Linked DNA regions of Pan troglodytes: region 1 is linked to region 2. The links are chromatin contacts, called in public HiChIP or PLAC-seq maps. All regions are on one chromosome and are shown on one strand. Each heading gives the region's core, a stretch centred on a gene start, on an enhancer-like site or on the middle of the called end of the contact. The rest is flanking DNA. Distances are from core to core; before and after follow the strand shown. Region 1 holds the start of HP1BP3 (heterochromatin protein 1 binding protein 3). Region 2 holds the start of EIF4G3 (eukaryotic translation initiation factor 4 gamma 3).

Region 1 (5,903 bases), core at 849-3,348, 390 kb after region 2:
ACGACACCCAGCCTGATTGATTTTTGAAACACCTTGTTGCCCACGCTGGAGTGCAGTGTCATCATCACGGCTCACTACAGCCTCGACCACCTGTGCTTAAGTGATCCTCCCATCTCAGCCTCCCATGTAGGTGACCACAGGCGTGTGTCACCACGCCCAGCTAATTTTTTTCTTTTTTTGATATGGAGCCTGTCACCCAGGCTGGAGTGCAGTGGCGCGATCTCAGCTCACTGCAACCTCCCTCTCCTGGGTTCAAGTGATTCTCCTTCCTCAGCCTCCCACGAGTAGCTGGGACTATAGGCTCGTGCAACCATGCTCGGCTAATTTTTTGTATTTTTAGAAGAGACGGGGTTTCACCGTGTTAGTCAGGACGGTCTTGATCTCCTGACCGCGTGATCCGCCCACCTCGGCCTCCCAAAATGCTGGGATTGATCACAAGCTTGAGCCACCGCGCCCGGCCTAATATTTTTATCATATATAGAAAGCGGGTTTCTCCATGTTGCTCCAGGGTGGTCTTAAACCTCCTGGGCTAAAGAGATCCTCCTTTTGGGAACCTAGGCTTCCCAGAGTGCTGGGATTACAGGCATGAGCTACGGTACCCCACCAAGATTGTTTTGAGACAGGGTCTTGCTCTCTCTGGGTGGAGCGCAGTGGTGATCATAGCTCACTGTTGCCTCAAATCCTCGGCTTCAGCGATCCTCCTGCCTCAGCCTCCCGAGTAGCTGGGACTAAAGGCCTTTGCCACCATTCCTGGCTTATTTATTTAGAGATGGGGTCTAATTATGTTGCCCTGGCTGGCCTCGAACTCCTGGCCCCAAGCCTCATGCAATCCTCCCACCTCGGCCTCCCAAAGTGCAGGGACTACAGGCGTAAACCACCATGCTCGGCCTAAGTTTTGTTGTTGTTGTTTTAAGCAAAAATCTGTGGAGGAGGAAACATCTCCCAGTTTGCTCTCATCTGAGTCTGCTTCTTACATGAGATGGGTCTAAAGACATTTTAGGGTAAAAGAAGAACGGTAGGATGTTTTAAATGTACGAATACATAAAAATGGAAGTCTTTGAAAAGGAAGACAACAGAAACGTTAACAACAAAGGGAGTGAGCAGAATGAAGAATGGCATAAAAGACCGAAACCCCTTCTGAACAGCTGGAATATGACACCAGAGTACTAAAGACTGGTAATGCCATCAGGATATGAATGATAACGCACACCTCGTAAAGAATTTTTTATGCTGGCTGTGAAATTTGAACTGATAGAGTGGGGTGGCTGTGGCAGGGAAAGCTGGTGAGACAATTATGCTAATGGCAGGGCCAGACGACTGGGTGAGTGCTTAAATGGTGTCATAAGTCTTTATAAACCTTGGCACATACGTTTGAGTACTGGTCATCCACTGTAAGCTTGGGACAATTCTACTGGTATTTCCTTACACTTATTACCCAGTCCCTCCCCTGTCCCCCAACACCTGCAACTTTAAAAACAATCTTTCCAAACTAGCTTTGAAGAGCTGTACTTTTCCTTCGTATGTACGTTGCTTAAGTACGCTGATAGCAACGTAATATGACAATTCAAAGGGAATCCCGTCTTCTAATCTCAGGGTTTTCATTCTGGGGAACTCTCCCTGCATGTGAGGATTAGGGAGGCCGGAAAGCCCGTTTCAACTTTTCAGTTCTGAGTCCCGAGTCACTACTCTGCCCTGTACCGTCTGGAGACTTAATGGGAGCGAGTGCGAGGCAGTGAATTCTCCGCTCTCTAATTTTCCAATTCTACGGTCTTCAAAAAAAGGTTTGCTCTTGAGCTGCGCCTAAACTGAGAAGCGGGAAAGGCTAGCCCCGCTAAAGGCGGACGAGTGGCAGAAGCGGAAACCCAGTTAAGAGAAGGGACTGCCCTGGAGAGCACAGAAAGCGAAGGTTAGCGGGGGAAAGCAGCGCCCCTCCGAGGAAACCGACACCGCCCCGCCACGCCAAGGCAATGGGCGCCACCACGCAGCGCCGGGAACGCGCGCCGACGCCCCGCGCTCCGCCGGCGTCCGCCCGTCCCCGCGCGCCCCCTCGCACCCCACGCGCGGGGGGCGGGGCCGGCGGGGGCGCGCGCGGGGCCGCGGGTAGGGGGGCGGGGCGGCAGAGCTCGGCGGCTGGGACTGGAGGACAGCGGTGGCGGAGGCCACTAGCGGCGGCGGGAGCGGCGCCGAGAGGCCGTGCGGGACGCGGGCGCCAGGACCGGCCGAACGCAGAGGTAACGCAGGACCGAACAGGCGGCCGGGGAGTGGGCGCGGACTCGCTGGGCCCCGAAGGCGAGTGGCGGAGGCCGCTCGCCCGGGGCGCCGACGCCGCTCCCAGAGAGGAGGGGGCGGGGCGCCCGGGTCCCCGGAGGTGGCGCCTTTTGTCTCCCTTCCCCGGCCGCTCCGCCCCGCTCCCTTCCTCTCTCCTGCGACCTAGCCCCCTGCCCTTCTGGTGGACTCCTCCTCAGGGGCCCTCCGGCGCGCGCACTCCCGCCCTTGTTTTGTTTGGATTTGGGGGAGGAGGGGGAGCTCTTCTCTGGCCGTGCGACCCTGCGTCCCAGCGCGCCTGCGTCGGCGTCCTCTGCCCGCCCCGATTGGCTGAGGGCTGCGCATGCTCCGAGGCCCGCCGCGGTCCGGCGTCCGCCCGCGCCCTCCCCTCACCCCACTCCCTCAGCGGTTTTCGGAGCCGGTTCGAAAGATGCCGGCGGCGGTGACTGGCTGCGGCGGGCCCGCCCCCCGGGTTCTCCGCCCCCGCCGCCGCCATTACGGAGCTCCCAGTGGTGAGTGTGCGGAGCGCCGAGGCTCGCGTTCCGCCGCTGCTTCCGTCGCCGGGGCGGGCGCCGCGGTGTCCCTGCCGAGCGTGAGCCCCGAACTGTCACCGCGCCGAGCCCCAGCCTCATCCGTCGGTGTCCGCGGTCCGAGCTTTCCCCGCCTCGCTGGCGGCCCGCGCTCTCCCCCGCCGTGCGCGTTCGCCGCTGTGGCCTGTAGCTACCTCGCCTCGCTGCTTTGTCTCCGCTGCTCTTGCCGTCCTTCCCGCGGCCTTCTGCGGGCGGGACTGTCGGCTGTCGCTTTGCTGCTCCGCGACGGCGGCCTTGAGTCTCGCTCCCCCGGTGGGAAACGTAGAACTGGTTACTCGCCACCTTAGGCGGTGGGGTTTGAATGAGAGCGGTGCCTCGGTAGGTCGTCAGAAAGTTACAGTCGCCCATCTGAGCGTTTGTAAGAGATGGAGGCAGGAGTGGTGAGGTGAGAGCCCCAGATCTGAGGGTTGGTACTGAATTAACAGCTGTGACCGGGGACAGCCACTTAACCTTTTTGAGAAAGAGTTGTCTCCCGTACGGAGACCGGACCGGGTGAACTGTGCAGCCGCATCCGCGTGCACGTTCTCTCTGTTGTTTATTGTGCTTCCTGACTTTGCATTGCATTAAAAAGTGAGAATCCAATTCGAAATAACGTCTAAAAATCGCCTGGGGCTTTTTGAGCACGCTGTCTTGTCTTAGAGTGAAATGAGAGGTGACTAGTGTCATTTTTGAAAGGTGCTCTAATTTTGTTTAACCTGACATAGGCAAAAAACTTGTTAGCTTTTTAATTTTTCATTGCTCTTCTCAAAAGTTTAGTGTAATTTGTTTCAAAATAGAAGTAACATTTTAAAGTTTGCTGGGTTGGTTGGTTTTGGCTTTGTTTTTAAGCTTACTTGGAAGATTGTAGGGCTGGAAGTTAGTGGAGAACGTATACTGAACTCTTCATTTCCGGATGAAAGTTTTAACTCCTTACCCAGTTAGATTGTGATTTTATTGAGATGAGACACTGTAGTGTCCTTAGTATTTATGCCCAAAACAGACACTGAGTATATGTTTGCTTATATAACTTAAATTTGAAAATGAAAAACAAGTGGTGTCAGCAGTCAAATTACAGGCATGCTTTTTGTGACATGACTCGTTAAATCTGAGTATAGTGAATGACTTAAGATTGGGAACAATGTGAGGTGTTCAGCGCATCACTAATGACATGTATTACATATATTTTATGGTAAAATGTGAAATTATAGTGCTTTCCCTAAAATGCATATTATCAAGGATATCAGTAAACTGAAATACGTTGTTAAACTCCTCACTTTTCTACAGCTTTCTCTTAATGTAGAGGAAATAAAACTGAAATTTGGGGCTTTTTATTTCTACAGTACTTTTTTTTATTGCTTGCATTCAAATAATTTAAAGCCGTGCATGGTGGCTCACACCTGTAATCCTAACACTTTGGGAGGCCAAAGGATCGCTTGAATCCAGGAGTTAGAGACCAGCTTGGGCAACCCTGTCTCTACAGAAAATACAAAAACTATCGGGCTGTGGTGGCGCATACCTGAAGTCCCAGCTACTCAGGTGGCTGAGGTGGGAGGAGATCGCTTGAGCCCAGGAGATCGAGGCTACAGTGATCCCTGGTCATGCCACTGTACTCCAGCCTGAGACTCTGTCTCAAAATAAACAACCGATTTAATTTAAGCATTTCCCTTGACAAAAAGCAAATATTTGTTATTGTTCTAACATTAAGTTTAAGCAAGCTGATGTTCATAAGAGGACCATGTAAACCACAAGTAAACTCAGACTGTTTATTTTTGGCACATATAAAAACCAAGATGAAAAACATGAATAGGCCGGGCACGGTGGCTCACGCCTGTAATCCCAGCCCTTTGGGAGGCTGAGGTGGGCGGATCACGAGGTCAGGAGATCGAGACCATCCTGGCTAACACGGTGAAACCCTGTCTCTACTGAAAATACAAAAAATTAGCCGGATGTGGTGGCGGACGCCTGTAGTCCCAGCTGCTCAGGAGGCTGAGGCAGGAGAATGGCGTGAACCGGGAGGGGAGGTTGCAGTGAGCCGAGATCGCGCCACCGCACTCCAGCCTGGGCGACAGAGCGAGACTCGGTCTCAAAAAAAAAAAAAAAAAAAAAGGAAAACACAAATAAGTTTTATTTGTTCATCCTTTAGTTTAACAAATATTAATTGAGCATCTATTCTGTGCCTGGTATGTTCTTAGGCATCAGGTATGCAGCAAATGAACCAGGTAGATAAGATCCCTGCCAGGAACAAGTGTGGCAGCCTCAAAATTTGATCATTCAGAGTGCAATAGTAAAAAGTTTAGTTAATAGGTACACTGGGTCAGATGCAGTGGCTTACACCTGTAATGCCAACACGTTGAGAGGCCGAGGCAGGTGGATCGCTTGAGCCCAGGAGTTTGTGACCAGCCTGGGCAACATGGCAAAACCCTGTTGATACGAAAAAGAGAAAAATTAACCAGGCATGGCGGTGCGTGCCTGTAGTCCCAGCTACTAGGGAGACTAAGGTGGGAGAGTCGCTTGAGCCTGGGAGGTTGAGGCTGCAGTGAGCTGTGATACTACAACCTGAGCATCAGAGTGAGACCATGTCTTAAAACAAACAAACAAACAAAAAACGTAGGTACAGTGATGTTAAGGCAGTGTGAGTTAACGTTGCATATACTTAGCTCTGTAATGAACAGTGAATTTATTAAATAGCCAATTAACCCAGCTATTCTAAAGCAGGTACTACAGATTGAAGCTTTGAAGTTCTGTGACTTTGACTTTTATTAAGGAAATGCAGAGCTGAGGCTAACATCTCTTTTTTTTTTTTTTTTTTTTTTTTTTGAGACAGAGTCTCACACTGTTACCCAGGCTGGAGTGCAGTGGCATGATCTCGGCTCACTGCAACTTCGGATTCCCGGGTTCAAGTGATTCTCCTGCCTGAGCCTCCCGAGTAGCTGGGACTAACCCAACTATTCTAAAGAAAGTACTACAGATTGAACCTTTGAAGTTCTACAGCTTTTACTAAGGAAATGCAGAGCTCTGACTAACATCTCTATTTTTTTTTGTTTTTTTTTTAAATTGTTGTTGTTGTTT
Region 2 (5,983 bases), core at 553-3,052:
TTTTTTTTTTTTTTTTTTGAGACGAAGCCTCACTCTGTCGCGCCCAGGCTAGTGTGCAATGGCACTCTCTCAGCTCACTGCAACCTCCGCCTCCTGGGTTCAAGTGATTCTCCCGCCTCAGCTTCCCGAGTAGCTGGTGCCTGCCACCACGCCTGGCTAATTTTTGTATTTTTAGTAGAGACGAGGTTTCATCATGTTGGCAAGGCTGGTCTTGAACTCCTGACCTCAAGTGATCCACCGGCCTTGGCCTCCCAAAGTGCTGGGATTGCAGGCGTGAGCCACCGCGCCCGGCCGATGCCTGCCATTCTTTCCCACTCAATGCTACTGTGCTTAGGACAAGGCACCTGCTAAGGAGTGGGGTGTGCGGGGTTGGGGGTGGGAGTGATCTTGGCAGGTCTAGCTGGGAAGAAAATCCTTATCAACAAATGTCACCCAGCATAGGACATTGGGGAGCTGATCACTGGCTGCTGGTCAAAGGGCGCTCCAGTCCTTGGGAAGGCCTAGGTTTGAATCCATCCACAGAGCTCAGTTAAGGCTGCTGATTAGATATGGCGGCTCAGGTCATGTCCCCAGCCAATATGGGAGGCGGCAAGGTTCATCCAGATGAAGGTGGCATTTAGATTTAGGCTCTGTCCTTTCCCAATAGGGTGACCTTGGGCTAGTCACTTTTCCTCTGTGTCCTCTGGAAATGGGGCTCCTCATTCACCTCTCAGAGCGTCTGAGGAAGTGTCGACACAATGGGTGTGAAATGCGTGGGTTACAGGCCGGCGGGTGGCATTGGTTACGCGAAGTCCCCGCGGGGGGTCCCTATCCAACGGGTTCCATTCCGGTTAAGCGGTTCCTTCTCCAGGGGTTTTTCGCCTCGCCGCTGCCTCTCCGCCCCTGCGAGCGGGGCTCAGCGAACAGCCGACTCCGGGGCCATTACCATTGTTCTTCGAGGCTGGGCCGCAGGGGACGACTCTCGCAAGCCAGACCTCGCCTTTGGTCTCTCCCTCCGCCCCGCACCCGCGCCACCGTAAGCCAGCGAAGCCCCCCTTGCCGATCTTTGCCGAGGAAGCGAGTTAGCCCCTGAGCGCTCCCGAACGGCGGCCGAGGACGCACCCGAGCGTCTCCGAAGAATCCCGACCCCTAGCAGTCTCCGGAAAGAGCCGAAGAGGCTTCCCACCCTCGGTTTCCCGAGCTATTCCGAAAAAGTCCGAAGTTTTCCGAGCAGCCGTCCTGCCGGACTGCTGGAGGCGGCCACAGCGCCATGTTGGATGCTCTGCTCGTTGAGTGAAGAAAATCCACCGGCATCGCCTGAGCCCCGCTACCGAGAAGGGCGCCGCTTCCTCCGGGGAGGGGGATAAAGATCCCCCGCCGCCGGCCCATGAGGATATTGCCGTGAAAGGTCCGGTCTCTCCGCCTCCTGCCCCCGCCGGGTCCGGCCCCCCCCCTGGGGTCGCGTTGTCACGGAGACCGGCAGCCGGTGGTGCTGGCCCGCGGGGCGGCTGCTGCTGCCGGCGGCGGCGGCGGCGGCGGAGGCGGCGGCGGCGGCGGCGGCGTCGGGCGTGTGTGACCGGCCCCGGCCCCCTCCTCCTCCTCCTCCCAGGCTCCCCCCAGCCCCCCGCTCCCGCCGCCTCCCCGGGTCTGCCCCCATCCCGCCCCCCCGCTGCCCCCGGCCCCTGCACCCCGGCGCGCCCGGTCCCGCTCTGGGGGGGTTGGTGGCTTCGCTTTGCCATGAGTTTACCGCAGAAACCGGCTCTGAAATCAGGCACAGCGACTGCAGCAGGAACCGGACCCGGCACCGGAGCGGCGGCGGCGGCGGCAGCAGCGGTACCGCCTCCTCACCCGGCGGCGGCAGCAGCGGCGGCAGCGGCGGCGGCGGCGGCGGCGGCGGCAGCGGCCCCCCCTCCTCACCCGAACATCAGGGCCCTCCAGACTCAGGCGCCCCAACAGTATCCTTTTCACCTTCCTGTCGGCCCTTCGGTTCTCGTCGTCGCAGTCCAGGGGGACCCCGCAGCCCAGGGGACCCTCCTGCCGGCCGCCACAGCCCAGCCAGGAAAGGGACAGCGGCTCAAGCCCCTGCATCGGGCTTGGGCGGAGCTTTTGGGGTGCCCCGGCAGCAGCACTGCGGGGGGACCCCCAGACCCTCTGCAATACTGTGAAAGCTAGCTCCACTTGGCCATGCTTCTGCAGCCCCTTCCTTTTAGAGCTTGGGGTGCCTTCTCCCCTCTTCCTCTAAGGTACCCTCCCCCCCTTTATTGGGCAGAATTTGCTTGGTGCCTGGGACCAACCCTGCAGGGAAGGCTTTTCTCTGGTTGTTGTGAGGATTACACCCTCCTGCTCTTCACCTCCCCTCGGCTCCCCCTACAGCGGGACACAGTGGGCTTCCCTAATTATTATTAGTACATAATAAACTTTATCGGTAAATTTCTTGTTTGAAACTAAATCAGCTCGTTTCCGAGGTATGTTGGATTTTCAGTCTAAGGTGAAGATGTACAGAAAGCAGTTCCTCTGGATAATTTTTTTTAGTAATGGGAGAGTTGTGATGTGGTTTGTGGTAGAGATCTGAGGAGGAAATGTGACGCCGGACGCTTCCCTGTCTTTGACCTTTTTAAAGGAAGAGGAAGTTCACCGACGTTACCCATCACCCACAAAAGTCTCACTTCTTGGAAGATTTGTGTTAGGCTGAATATTTTTAATGGGCTTTAATTTACTCCTCATAGGCCTGATGTCTAGAGAGTTACCAGGGCTTCTGGAAGAAAGTCTAGTATTGAATGTTTCTAATTTCATGTTATTTGCTCGATTGTAGAATTTTGGAGAGCTTTGATCGAAAAGACTTGGTGATGGGGTATTTTAGTCAAAAACTAGCCGGTGAAGGTAAAACGTTGAATTCATGTATTCCACGGAGATTTAGAAAGGTATTGCGTACCTGAGAATAACATTTCATCATGCATCACCTCCTCCCTACACCCACTGTATTTGTGTAAATCAATAAATAATGATTGGATGTTAGATGTGTTGTGTTTTTATGTTTGTGTCATCGTGCGTTTGACTTTTAGAGATTGTAGGATGTTTGAGCAAGTAAGAAGCTAACTGCTGTGAGGTCCCCAGATTATTTCACAGTCTGTAGTTTGATTCTTGTCTGTATAGATTACTTTGAGAAGGGAAAGCAATCTCCCTTCTAGAGTCATTTCAGGTCATTGTTTGTTTTCTGCCAAGTGTCATTTTCTCTGTTCTTTAAACCTAGTTCATGTTTTTCAATCCAGGCACCGCGGTGCAGTGTAAAGATAAATTCCATTCCAGTGTGACGTGTGTACTGATTTCATAATGTTTTTATCCTGCATGATTCTGTTCAATTAGGAATTGTTCACCGATGAGAAAGTGTGGTGATAACTTAGCGTTGCTTATGAAAAACCTGGTTGGTTTTGGTCAGTGTCTCTGGGGTGGGGGAAGGTTGGCTGGTTTGCCTACTTAAAGGCAGAGTTCAGTGTTGAATCTTTTAAACCTGTCTTTGCTTACTACTTTGTGAGTTTAAATTCCTTTCTAATTTCATTTTTTACCTTGATTGCCTATACTCGGTTAGGACTTTTAAGTTTCTGAATTGTGCCACCACGTAAATTACTAATTACCTGCATCTTTGAGCTGTTTTGGCAATTGAACAGAAATGAAAGGAAACCTGTAGTAGGTGTCCTTGATGTACAGAGTAGTAAGGACCACAGTGCTGAATGTGACACTGTTTGGTGAATTGGGTGGCTTTTTGGGATACAGCTGTGTTTCAAGTATGCTTTTTCTCAGTGCATTTCATAGAAGGACTTATAAAAGCTCTGAGTTGGTTGCAACATTCAAGTAGTTACAAAAGCTGAAACTTAATTTTCTTTTGAATAAAAAGCACTTGTTAAAGAGATAAATTTAAGTGTAATTTCCAGTGTAGATAATTTTAAACCAATTTTAGTCATATGGAACACTTACTTTTGTGTGGCTTTAAGTTTTTACTTTGCCTCATGCCATTGAAGCTAAAATTAATCTTCCTCTTGATGTGTTTCACAGCTCTTATTGTTTTCTCTTTGCTTTTACACACTGAAAGGTTACAATTGCCTATAGAAAATTTTATTATATAAACAGTAAAGGAAGTATAGGTTGTAGATTTCATCAGACATACCAGTGGTGAAGTGTTATCAACTGGTAATGGGGTATTGATTAAAAAAGATTGAAATAGAGCAGTTCTACTTTTCTGCCCTGAGGGAGTATGGGAATTTGTATTTGACGCAAGTGGTCATTGTTCAATAAGTTGATAACATTTAAGCATCTTGGCAGGAGTGCATAGCTGGAGTTGCACTGTTCATGGCTTGAATAGATCTCCAGACCCTCAAAGTATGTGGGTATAGTTGTGTTTGCATTGAATTAATAAGTTCAGACAGTTTTATTTATTTATTTTTGAGACAGAGTCTTGCTTTGTCGCCCAGGCTGGAGTGCAGTGGTGTAATCTCGGCTCACTGCAACCTACGCCGGCTGGATTCCAGCCATTCTCATGCCTCAGCCTCCTGAGTAGCTGGGATTACAGGCGTGTGCCACCAGGTCCAGGTAATTTTTTGTAAGGCGTGATCAGACTGGGTTTCACCATGTTGACCAGGCTGGTCTCGAACTCCTGGCTTCAGGTGATCCGCCTGCCTCAGCCTCCCAAAGTGCTGGGATTACAGGCATTGAGCCACCGCACCTGGCCCTGATCTGGTGAAACCTGGTCTCTACTAAAAGTACAAAAATTAGCTGGGCGTGGTGGCGCCTGCCTGTAATTTCAGCTACTCAGGAGGCCAAGGCAGGAGAATCGCTTGAACCCAGGAGGCAGAAGTTGCAATGAGCCGAGACTGCACCACTGCGCTCCAGCCTGGGTTACAGAGTGAGACTCCACCTCAAAAAAAACAAAATCAAAGGTCTTCTAGAAAATGTTTGAAACCCACGTCTTTTTTTTTTTTTTTTTTTTTGAGATTGAGTCTCGCTCTGTCGCCAGGCTGGAGTGTAGTGGCATGATCTTGGCTCACTGCAACCTCCGCCTCCTGGGTTCAAACGATTCCCCTACCTCAGCCTCCTGAGTAGTTGGGACTACAGGTGTGCGCCACCATGCCTGGCTAATTTTTTGTATTTTAGTAGAGACGGGGTTTCACCGTGTTGGCCAGGATGGTCTTGATCTCCTGACCTTGTGATCCGCCTGCTTCTACCTCCCAAAGTGCTGGGATTACAGGCGTGAGCCACTGCGCCCGGCAGAGAACCACATCTTAAGCCAATGGAGAGGATTCCTGTAATCCCAGCACTTTGGGAGGCCGAGGTGGGCAGATCATGAGATCAGGAGATCGAGACCATCCTGGCTAACACGGTGAAACCCCGTCTCTACTAAAAATACATAAAATTAGCCGGGCGTGGTGGCAGGCGCCTGTAGTCCCAGCTACTTGGGAGGCTGAGGCAGGAGAATGGCGTGAACCCGCGAGGCGGAGATTGCAGTGAGCCGAGATCGCTCTACTGCACTCCAGCCTGGGTGACAGCGAGACTCCGTCTCAATAAATAAATAAATAAATAAATAGGATTGCCACATTTTGCCATGTATATTGAGGCTTCAATAGATGTGGCAAGTTTATGAATTCATTAATTCAGCATCCACTGTGTGCTGCTACACTCAGTGCTAGATGTAGGATTGAAGAGCTAAGGTAGAAATCTTTGCCCTCAAAGAACTTGGTCCTTTTGGGTAGAGGTGGGTAAACAAAACGTCATGAGGCAAGTACAGTGATAACTGATAACTCTGCTGTGAGAGTAGTCTGGGGAAGGAGGAATTAAGGCTTTCTAAAAGAAGTTGACATCTCAGCTAAATTAGAAGAATGAGTAAGAATTAACCCAGATTTACATAGCTTTCTCTTCTGCCGGCCTGCTTTTTCCAATTCCATTGCTGCTGCATAGAATTTCAATAAATGGATTTCAGTCACGTTTCAGGCTTTTTTTTTTTTTTTTTTTTTTT

What was found. HiChIP or PLAC-seq counts read pairs in DNA pulled down with a chosen protein or histone mark.
Region 1: a contact with region 2 is called in an H3K4me3 HiChIP or PLAC-seq map of stem cell-derived excitatory neurons, with 10 times the contacts expected there. The contact joins the promoter of HP1BP3 here to the promoter of EIF4G3 in region 2. A contact is called at or near these places in 1 of 7 Hi-C or Micro-C datasets (stem cell-derived neural progenitor cells) and 1 of 1 datasets of contacts at active chromatin or transcription factors (stem cell-derived excitatory neurons).

The regions. Positions count from the first base shown.
Region 1 is chr1:210,409,809-210,415,711 of NHGRI_mPanTro3-v2.0_pri, forward strand. It overlaps HP1BP3 (heterochromatin protein 1 binding protein 3), which reads left to right and starts at 2,099. Exons shown (of 13, transcript XM_016955521.4): 1 at 2,099-2,231.
Region 2 is chr1:210,023,348-210,029,330 of NHGRI_mPanTro3-v2.0_pri, forward strand. EIF4G3 (eukaryotic translation initiation factor 4 gamma 3) reads left to right here and starts at 1,803. Exons shown (of 32, transcript XM_063785318.1): 1 at 1,803-1,934.